Linked DNA regions of Zea mays: regions 1 and 3 are each linked to region 2. Evidence: chromatin contacts called from public Hi-C data. All regions are on one chromosome and are shown on one strand. The core of a region is the stretch at or near the end of the contact, and the rest is flanking DNA. Distances in the headings are between cores, read along the strand shown.

Region 1 (3,186 bases), core at 165-2,664, 190 kb after region 2:
ATTTCACTAGAAATACGAGAGAACAAATCGGAACACAGGATGCAGAACAGCTATGATGGATGGAAGATCAGCTAGCATGCCAAAGAGTAGGATATACGGTGAGGAGACTCTGAAATGCGATCCTTACACTTTGCAAGATCACTGCACGGCAAACCTCAGTCTCTCCTCAGACTGTTTCGCTGCACAAAATCACGCTAACACAATGGAATAGGGGGAGGAAGAAGCAGATTACAGCACCAACAATCTCACGACTGCAAGGTCCCAAACAGAGGAAAGCGATCCTGATCATCCCTCGGTGGAGGCGCAGAGCCTGCAAGAATGTCACAGCAACAATCAGTAAACAAGGGAGTAGCAGATTGGATTCCCATCTGCAGTGGTTCAATGTAACAAAATCGCCCACCTTGCGCTTCTTGTTTCACGACAGGCTTCTTCTCCTCCCTTGATGAGGGAGTCGGCAATGGCACCGAAGTGGCTGCCGCCGCCGCAGCTGCAGCCGCCGCGAACGCCAGCGCAGGCTGCTGCATGGCGTTGAGCTTGAGCATCTTGTCCCTGTCCCTATTGGCCTCGTGCTTCTTCTTGGGGGGCGCGGGCTGGGCTGCCTCGGGCTTCTTCTTGGGGGCTGGGGGCTGGGCGGCCGCGGGCGTGGGCGCGGGCGCGGCCGGCCTCATCTTGGCGTCCCTGGCCTCCGCCTCGAGCGCGCGGAAGGCGGCGTCGAGCATCTCGCGGGTGCGCTTCCTGGCCGAGGCGGCCTCGGCGACGCGGCGCTCCGCCTCCTCGCGGGCGGCGGCCGCGGCGCGGCTGACGGAGTCGTGCGCGAGACGCGCGGCGACGAGGAGGACCCGCGCGTCGCGCTCCTCGAGCGGGCGGCGGCCGGGCGCTGGCGCGAACGAGAAGGCGCTGCCGTCGGCAGCGGCGGCGCAGGGCGGGCAGACGAAGGGCGCTGGGTGCTCCGCCGGGACGCACGAGAGGTGCGCGACGGAGACGCCGCAGGCGGAGCAGGGCGCTGTGGGCCCGGGCGGGGCGACGGCAGGGTCGCCCGGGGGAGCGGCGGCAGCGGCGGGGCAGGAGGAGAGGAGGTGGAGGCAGGCGGAGCAGAAGGCGGACGGGCTGTAGAGGAGGACGCAGGAGGAGCAGAGGAGGCAGAAGACGCCCTCGTGACGGAAGTGGTGGAGCGGCCAGGCGTCGCGGCCCGAGGCGCAGCGGTCGCCGCCGCAGCCGCCCTTGGCAGAGGGCGCCGGCGGGGACGGGCGGAAGGGGGTCGTCATGGCGATGGCGGCTTCAAGAGGAGGGGCCGGGGTGGGTGGGACGATTGGACGAGGATTAGGGTTTGGGTGGAGACGCGACCAAACGGCTCACTCGACGAGCAGGTCGCAGAGGTTTTTCTTCAGCTCTTTGACGTGGGAAAAAAAGAGAGGGAAAAGCTCCAAGAAAAAAAGAAATAAGGAGAAACAATCATTTCTATTTTATGTTTATTACATAAAAATTATTTTTTACCGAACCTTGTTACTCGCATACAGTAACATGAGCTCCAAATTCTTTTTATTAGACAGAGACGTAGATTCGGTTCTCGTACTGAAACTAGATAGAACGCACACGCCTGATCTTCGAGTTAAAAATGGTTGGATGCAGATATGTAAGAACATCAAAATTTGGTATCGCCTGATAGATGATTCCTTTATATTTGTACAATTTTCAGGTGTATATACACAAAGAAAAGAGATAAGTAAGCAACATCAAAAGTAGGTGTCAAAGCAAAATTGTTTAAAACTAAACTAATTTATGAAAGCGGTAATAATAATTATGATTCCAGATAGAAATAATATGAAAATATGTACCATAACGAATCTAACAATATTTATTTAATATCACAAAAAAACATATGTTTAAAAAAGACTAGGTTCTTCAGCTCCTAACTGTGCGATACTCTTATATGCACTTTTATACCTCTCTATGCTTTGCATGTGTATGATATGTGTGCTATGTTGTGACATGTGTTATCTTTACTATTTATCTTATATCATGTCACGTATGACCGTTTATAGTTGTATTCTTTCAATCTATATCTCAAGTAAACGAGCTTATTCATATACTTAGGCTACCAGTGGCGGACCTAGATCAAAAAATGAGTGGGGGCTAATTACCATACTGATCAAACCATTTACCATAACAACATAGACAATAAGCTTTGTCCTCTTTTAATTCTGTTTTAGGCATTATTTTCAATGAATCTTCATTGCTTTTAGATGCTATTCTAGGCTTTATTTTTCAGCCCAACATTTTTTCTCACTAATGGTAATGAAAAATCGGGAGACTGGGGGCCTGTAACTGACCTTGAGTGGGGGCCTAATTAATTGGGTACTAAGCATTATACATGGTTTTTGAAAATTGAGCGGGGGCCAAGGCCCCCACTATGTTGTATGTGTGTCCGGCCAGGCTATCTTTCTCTTGTATGGTACACGCCTATGAATTTTTGTTATATGATCTTGTACTAACATTTCATGTTACAACAGTAAAAGTTTATATAAACAAGGTTTCTTTAAAACCTGAAATATTTTCACACATGCTTGAGAATAGGTTGATTTCAATCATTAAAGGGGGAATTTAAAGCACCTAGGATCCTAATGAGTTATTGTGACTAACGTGTATTTCAAAAAAAACTAAGTTAGTTCACAATAATGGAGATCGATTGGGCTTACATGGTAATCATACCTCTATTAATGGAAACCAATTATCGATTTTCAAAGGATAAGTGGTCGGGTTAAAGGATCAGCTATTTCTAAATATCAATGTAGTTGATGGACACTTGGAGTAGTGATAGGACCTTTATTTTTCTTTTGGTCATACTATAAAAGGGATAAAATAAGTAGCTTGACCTAAGCAAGTCTAGTTAAGAGTAATGATGTACACTTGTGAAAAATTATTTATGTCCCCATTGGGTGCGAGAATCATCAAGTGCACATAAATCCAATATACTCACTCTGTCCCAAAATAATAGTTCTTTCTAACCCTATTTTTCGTCCACATTCATTCAAATGATAATGAATATAAATATATATGCAAAGTACATTAATAAATTAATCGATGAATATACATTTAGTCTAAAACAAATTATTTTTGGGACAGAGGGAGTATAATACAACACTTTACAAATTGGAGTTGCACTATATCAGTCACATCCACGTAAAT
Region 2 (3,282 bases), core at 543-3,042:
GGTTTGTAGGCCAGGACGGTTGCTGGGCCCTGTCGGTGAGATCGACGTCCTGTTCCCGACCATCTGTTGCTCCTGGGATAGAAGCGGGTATCCAAAATGTTATAATAAATTTAATATTTTCAAATACATATGTATAAAACCAAACTCGACGGTGAATGGATAACAAAATATTCTATGTGATATGAGTTGAATTATCTTGTTTTGGATTGTTTCTGTATAACCTGTTAGAAGGGGAATACTAGTCCTACATCTCTTTATATAGTCCATTCATGATTCTAATCCTAGTATGTTAGGATAAAATAATTATAATTCTATTATAAAGATGAACTTTCCTTAGTCGACTATATATCAGTTTGCTTGTTGTGAAATCCATGCCATCTTATGCTATGTCTCCTTAGTAGCAATATATGGATTGGCCCATCTCCTTACCAGGTAGTTGTCTCTATGGGGAATCGCTAGCATCTTGATCTGTCAAGCATCACAAGTTCTTTGTGGGTGAACTTTGAAGTTTTCTTGAATCTTCATGTCATTGCTAAGTAGAATCAAGCATCACCTGAGTATCTTCTTAAGAGAATCCATGTAGTGCTCCTTAAATTTTACTTCTACGGCGTGCGGTTTCTTGCAAAGCACATATATTGGGCATAGCCCACATGGCTTGTGCTATTTAGCATTAACAACGAGGTGATCACCAAGATCATCGCCTTAAAGCAAAGGAATTACAAGACTCATTGAAGACCTTAAAAGATCATGTAAGAGTCCAAGACACACAACAAAAGAAGCCCAAGTAAAGAAACATGAAAACACATTCTAGTGGTGCACCGAAGGTTATACCGGACCGGTGAAGGTGCATGTACCGAAGATTGAACAGTGTCTCCTCTTCCATTGTCAGCATCCCTCCGTCTCCATGGTTCCTGGCTTGCTGCATCTCACATGTTATTTGTAAAATCAATGGGGTTCAGATCTATTAGGGTCTGTATTGACATATTTGTATTACCTTTGGATTATAGTAGTTACGTAAAATAATCTCTAGGCGATCCAAACATCCTAGATCATTGAATTATAGCAATCCAGATTAATGTAATTCAAAAACAAGACCTTAACCCCGCAATTTTAGGACGCTACGTTGATTCCTGAAATTAAGTTCGAAGATTTAATTCAGATTTTAGTACATGTGTGGGCTTCTTCGCTGTTTTTTAGTTGGGTGCACATAGCCCAAGTATAAAGGGACCGAAGAACTCTAAGGTTATGGCCAATAAATTATATATATATATATATATATATATATAACCATGTAAAAATATTATATTATATTGTAGAATGCACCGTTTATAGATTATTTATAAGGTCCCGTTTGATTTAGGGTGACTAAAGTTCTAAAGCTTAGTCACTTTAGTCCCTAAAGAAGTAAATATGGTGACTAAAATAAGGTGACTAAACTTTAGTTCTTTAGTCAACAAGGGGTGACTAAAGTATAATTTTTACCGTATTAACCCTCTCTATTTTCTTGTTACAACAAACATATACTATTTAATAAAGGTAATATAGTCATTATTCACAGTAATTAATGCTCTTTAGTCCTGTTTAGTCACTGAAAACAAATGGGACCAAACGGTGTACTTTAGCGACTAAACTTTTCACTAAAGTCTAGTCTAGTGACTACAAAACAAAGCCTTATTAACGCAGATTACATTATAAAATGAAGTTTGTTGTGGTTCTAGATAGGCTAATAAAAAAGCGGATAAAGGAGAGGAGCGGGCACGACGGCTGCAGGAGACCCGTATAAATACGATCTGGTTTCCGTTCCCAATCCCCTTCTTCCCCGACTCGCCCGGCGCTGAATAAGATTCCCCTGTATTCTGTTCCAGAGATGAGCTGATCGAGCAGCCCGTCGCCAAGCCAACCGGACATGGTGAGCGACGGCGCGCGCGGGCTGCTGGGCGCGTACGAGCTCGGGCGGACGCTCGGGGAGGGCAACTTCGGGAAGGTGAAGCAGGCGCGGCACCGCGGCAGCGGCGGGCAGTTTGCCGTGAAGATCATGGAGCGCGCCAGGGTGCTGTCGCAGCGCGCGGACGAGCAGATATGCCGCGAGATCGCCACGCTCAAGCTGCTCGCGCACCCCAACGTCGTCCGCCTCCACGAGGTCGGTGTCGGTCCGCTCGTCTTCCATCTCCGAATTCCTAGATTTGTTAACATAGATTCGTTGCGTGTTGAGACGCCTTCGCCGTTCCTAGATTTGCTTCTCGAAAATTCCACCCATCTCTACCCCAGTTGTTTTTTTTTTTGATCGATTTGAGTATTACTGGTAAGTATCGCAGTTTTTTTGATCGATTTGCCTGGCCGCAGCTCAGCTGCAAGCCTGCACTGCAACTTGGCCACTGTCCACTGCTGCAAGACTTTTGTCTACTGGCTCTCGCTCGTCTTCGTCTACCGCACGTGCACGGTGCACCACACCACCCTCTCAGCCACAATTTTCACCCATACAAATTTTGGAACGTAAAAGTCCAGACTTTCAATACTTAGTATAATTACTAATTAGTACTACTAGCATGTACACTCTACTTAGCAAAGGTTGAGCCCATAGATCTGGACAGCGATAAATTAATAATATTTGTAAATATTGTCGATGTCTTTCTGTACTTTTTCGGTCTCGGGATAACGACGCACCTCACGTATCAGAGAGTCAGCATTTTTAAAAAAGATAATATTAACTTATATGTAAAGAAATTCTAGTATAAGTATTTATATCTTCGAATAAATTTATTATTAAATTTATTATCGAATAAATCGATTATTTTTTATATATAATTTTAAAACATTTGTCTTCTCGGTGTACTTGCTACTTTTTTCGGAATGAGGGAGAGTAGCAGTAGTGAATCAATGCTGCTGGTGCACATGGCATGCACACCCGTTGGCAGAGACAGGCGTGTGGGTCCGCCTCGGCCTATCCCAGTCCCACCATAGTGAGGCTGAGCTGGTGGACACGGTGCTCCATGTCGCGCTGCTCCGGGTCCACCAATTATTGGCACGACCCACCCAACTACCCAAGTAGTAGTAGTATACAATTATTGCTTAATTAATCCAACTTGCAACACCCCAGTGATTGTAGTGTTTGTTACAAAACATGTTACAATGTGATTAAATCCCTCCATTTGACAATTACTTCCCAAGGGACACACCCATTGGAAAACACTGTTTAATCTTGTATATAACGGAACCCCCTTTGCAATAAAGACACACAACAGTCACTTTCTCTCGGTTTCAAATCTCTTTGCCACTGAGTTT
Region 3 (3,448 bases), core at 322-2,821, 170 kb after region 2:
ATTATAGGAAATGGTTAAGCCCATTTTCCTTTGAGTAGCCAAAGTCTTTGAGTGTTTGCCTCATCCAAAGCAATTGCACACAGCAATACCCTCCGGCAATATACTTGGCCTCGGCGGTGGATAGGGCAGCGAAATTCTATTTCTTTGAGCTCCAAGACGCTAGGGACCTCCAAAAAAACAGACATGTCCCTAATGTGCTCTTCATATCTACCTTGCACCCGACATAATCGGAATCCGAGTACCCAATTAGATCAAAGGTAGACTCCTTAGGTTACCAGAGCCCAAAGTGAGGCTTGTGAACTGAATGTCTCAAAATCTACTTCACTGCCACAAGGTGGTATTCCTTAGGATCAGATTGAAATCTAGCACAAATACATACGAAAAACATAATATCTGGTGTACTTGACATTCCTTAGCAGCTAAGGGAGTGTTTGAATGCATTATAGCTAAAGTTAGCTGTTAAAATTAGTTAAAAATATCCAAACAATCTATCTAATAGTTTAGTTATTAGGGTCTGTTTGGTTGGGCTGTGGCTGTGGAAAAAGTTGCTGTGGGCTGTGAGCTGTGGAAAAAGCTGATGTAGGCTGTGTGCTGTTAAAAAGCTAAAAATCGTTTGGTGGAAACCACTAAAAGTCGTTAAAAGTTCTTCGATATATGTTTTCACAGTTCCATCCAAAAGCCACTAAAAGCAGGTCCAGGGGTGCTTTCAGTTTTGCACTACGAGAAAGTCGGCTTTTAGAAAAAGCTGCTTCCTGGATCCAGCCCTTTGGTTGGCTTTTGGCTTTTAGGGGGCAAAAGCCAAAGCCAAAAGCCAAACCAAACACACCCTTAGTTATTTTTAGCAAATTAGTTAATAGTTAGCTAGCTATTTATTAGCTAGTTAATTTCACTAGCTATTTTTAGCCAACTAACTATAAGATGTAGCGCATTCAAATATCCCCTAAAGCTGGTCATATTTCAGCTAAACACTAACAAACCTAGCTGCTAGTGAATGTGAATGGCATTGTGGCAAGCTCGACCCGTTACATGCTACAGCAGTACAGCGCCACTGCCCGCCCCCCTCGCCTCGCCCGCCGGATCCGACCAAATCCAATCCGACAGCGGCGGGCCTCCAGCACTCCACTGCGCCCGTGTCCGCTGCCGACGGGGTGCTATAAATGGGCCGGAGCGCGGCCCGGCACGGCGTGCGCTGCAGACGGGTCGGATCTGAGACGAGACGATCCCCCTCCCCTCAGGCCTCGTTCTAGACGGAATAAATCAGTACGATTTAGAATCTGATTCAGTTTGGTGTAGATGTTCGTTTTGAACTGATCCGAAAATAAACAATCTGGTTTGGACTTTCTTCCCTCAATCTTGTACCTAGAATAAGTACAGGTGATCCAACTTTTGGATTAGTTCCTAGCATGAAAATGAGGTGGTGATCGGAATAAGTGGCAAACCAGGTTTCACTCATTCCTGGGCTGGTTTAATTACCGGCCTGGCTTGAACCATGGCGTGCCGAACTGGGCCTCAACCGGAACTTGTTTTACCCCATCTCATCCCACTGACTCCACCCACCCGCCCGCTGCCTCCGCCGGATCTCGTCGGACTCGGATCCGCCCGACCACCCCGCGCCGCCGCCGCGCAGCAGCAGCAGGTGAGCGTCCCTTCTCCTTCGGTCCGCTAGGCGCCTCCGCTGGCGCTCTGCGTTCCGGTGCCCGCTTCCTCTCCCTTCGCCCGTAGGGTTTTGTTCTCGTTGTCTGTGTGTCAAAACAAAGGCGGGCGGTTCTAGGAGCTGCGGGCTCCCGCAATGGTTGGTTCCGCGGCCAGCTGCTGCTCGCTCGGTCAGGCGGTACGCTCCGGCGCGCGTCTCGCGCATTCCTTGCCGCCATCCATCCAAAGCTGGGGCTCGGCATCCTAGGTTCCCTGGTTTCGTTCGTTCGTGCCGAGAAATGGTGAAAATACCTTTGGCTACAGCGAAAAAAACGTGTGTATATATCCAAACAAAAGCTGGGAAATACTAACAAAGGTTGTACCTTGTACCCTTTCACAGCAGACTCCATTATGTCAATGACATCAAATTTCCATCCATTCTTCTGGGCATATTTCTCGTACCTGTAACGTAGAAGAATCAAGCTTAGCGACATAGAGTGATGATCACACACATTAGCTGCAGAGCAAGATAACTGACATTCTAAATATATCCATTGCAAACAAAGAAGCCTCTTTCTCCTCCAGTTCCTGCAATATGACATCACCGTCAGTCTCACTTGTTGCCCAATAACTGAAAGGTGAATTGTGCTCATGTGCGTACAAGGGCAAGATCTGGTTTACCTGCCCGCACCTCCAATATGCAATCCTTTTCATCTGCTTCATCCTTTGGAAGCAGCGATCTAAACAGTTCATGCTGCAATCGTTTCTCCTCCTCGACAGCCACAAGAAGCTCCTCTGCTGCCATCTCACACATGTCTTTCTCTTCACGATCATTTGCTACCAAAGATTTGAGACCCTCGATTTCCTATGATCGGAACATAAATAGACTCCTCTGAATCCTCAATAGTTCATACATTGATACATACAGTAGGTTGTGTCTTGTTTAAAAAATGTAACAAGATCACAATTCACAACCTCCTGTTTCGATCTCAGGTCTTTGATCAATTCCATGGTGCTCTCCAGCTTGTGGAACTCCTTGTTAGCCCTCGAGTACTCTTCCGGCGAGGCGGCTGGCTGTCTTTATTAACACCAACTCACATCAAGGCTATTGCAGCTAGTCTAACTTAAAATTACCGTACAATGATAATGGTTCCTCTCTTGTTACAACTGAAAAAGCATTAAAGAGAAGCTGTCCCATCTGAAATTACCTGGTTGATTTGCTCTTGGAGGTACGCGCTCCTCTGCTCGATCAACTTCATTCTCTGCTCCATGATCTCCACTAGGTTCGTAGGGAGTTGCTGGCTCATCTCTGATACCAAAAAAGAACAAAAAAAATTTAAAAAGGGGACTGAAACAAGATTTCGAGAGCGTTCTGCTCTTCTTGCAGCATTTTTTTAGAAATAGTCAAGTTATGAAGTGATACACAGCGCAATCATACTATCGTCTGCGAAATCGAAGCTGAAAGAGGGGAGGAAGCAAGAAGGGAGAGGAGAGGTGCTCACCGGCGGTGGAGTAGAACCGTGGAGAAAGGCAGGGTCGCTCTAGACCGCAGGAGGCGACGCTACGACAGAGGAAGTGTTGTGGCGGAGCCGCCAGAGAGCGGCGAGGGCGCCTCCGCCGCATCGGCATAGGTGATGCTGCATCGCGGCGGCGGGGCGGCGGAAGTATGAATCTACTGGTGCTCGTTGCCTTCGGGTTCGGCCTGTCCTCTTTGACCAAAGCGCCTCTTACATAAGGCTTACGTACTTGATCAATTCCGCCTTCTGTTCAGCTTACGGCGTAGTAATACCTTCTCAAAACAGGTATTTTTAATGGT

The links. A called contact is a pair of places that touch in the nucleus more often than the background predicts.
Region 1: a contact with region 2 is called in a Hi-C map of leaf, with 5 times the contacts expected there. The contact joins the promoter of LOC103641354 here to the promoter of LOC100274837 in region 2. A contact is called at or near these places in 2 of 25 Hi-C or Micro-C datasets (bundle sheath and leaf).
Region 3: a Hi-C map of leaf shows a contact between it and region 2, with 5 times the contacts expected there. The contact joins the promoter of LOC100274396 here to the promoter of LOC100274837 in region 2. A contact is called at or near these places in 6 of 25 Hi-C or Micro-C datasets (bundle sheath, ear, endosperm and 1 more).

Annotation. Positions count from the first base shown.
Region 1 is chr10:88,304,387-88,307,572 of Zm-B73-REFERENCE-NAM-5.0, reverse strand. It overlaps LOC103641354, which reads right to left and starts at 1,414. Exons shown (of 2, transcript XM_008664710.4): 1 at 401-1,414; 2 at 1-310. The coding sequence starts at 1,265. The coding sequence ends at 246.
Region 2 is chr10:88,493,301-88,496,582 of Zm-B73-REFERENCE-NAM-5.0, reverse strand. It overlaps LOC100274837 (Putative CBL-interacting protein kinase family protein), which reads left to right and starts at 1,792. Exons shown (of 11, transcript NM_001365863.1): 1 at 1,792-2,140. The coding sequence starts at 1,907.
Region 3 is chr10:88,327,109-88,330,556 of Zm-B73-REFERENCE-NAM-5.0, reverse strand. LOC100274396 reads left to right here and starts at 1,571. Exons shown (of 12, transcript NM_001148756.1): 1 at 1,571-1,636. It also overlaps the pseudogene LOC103642603.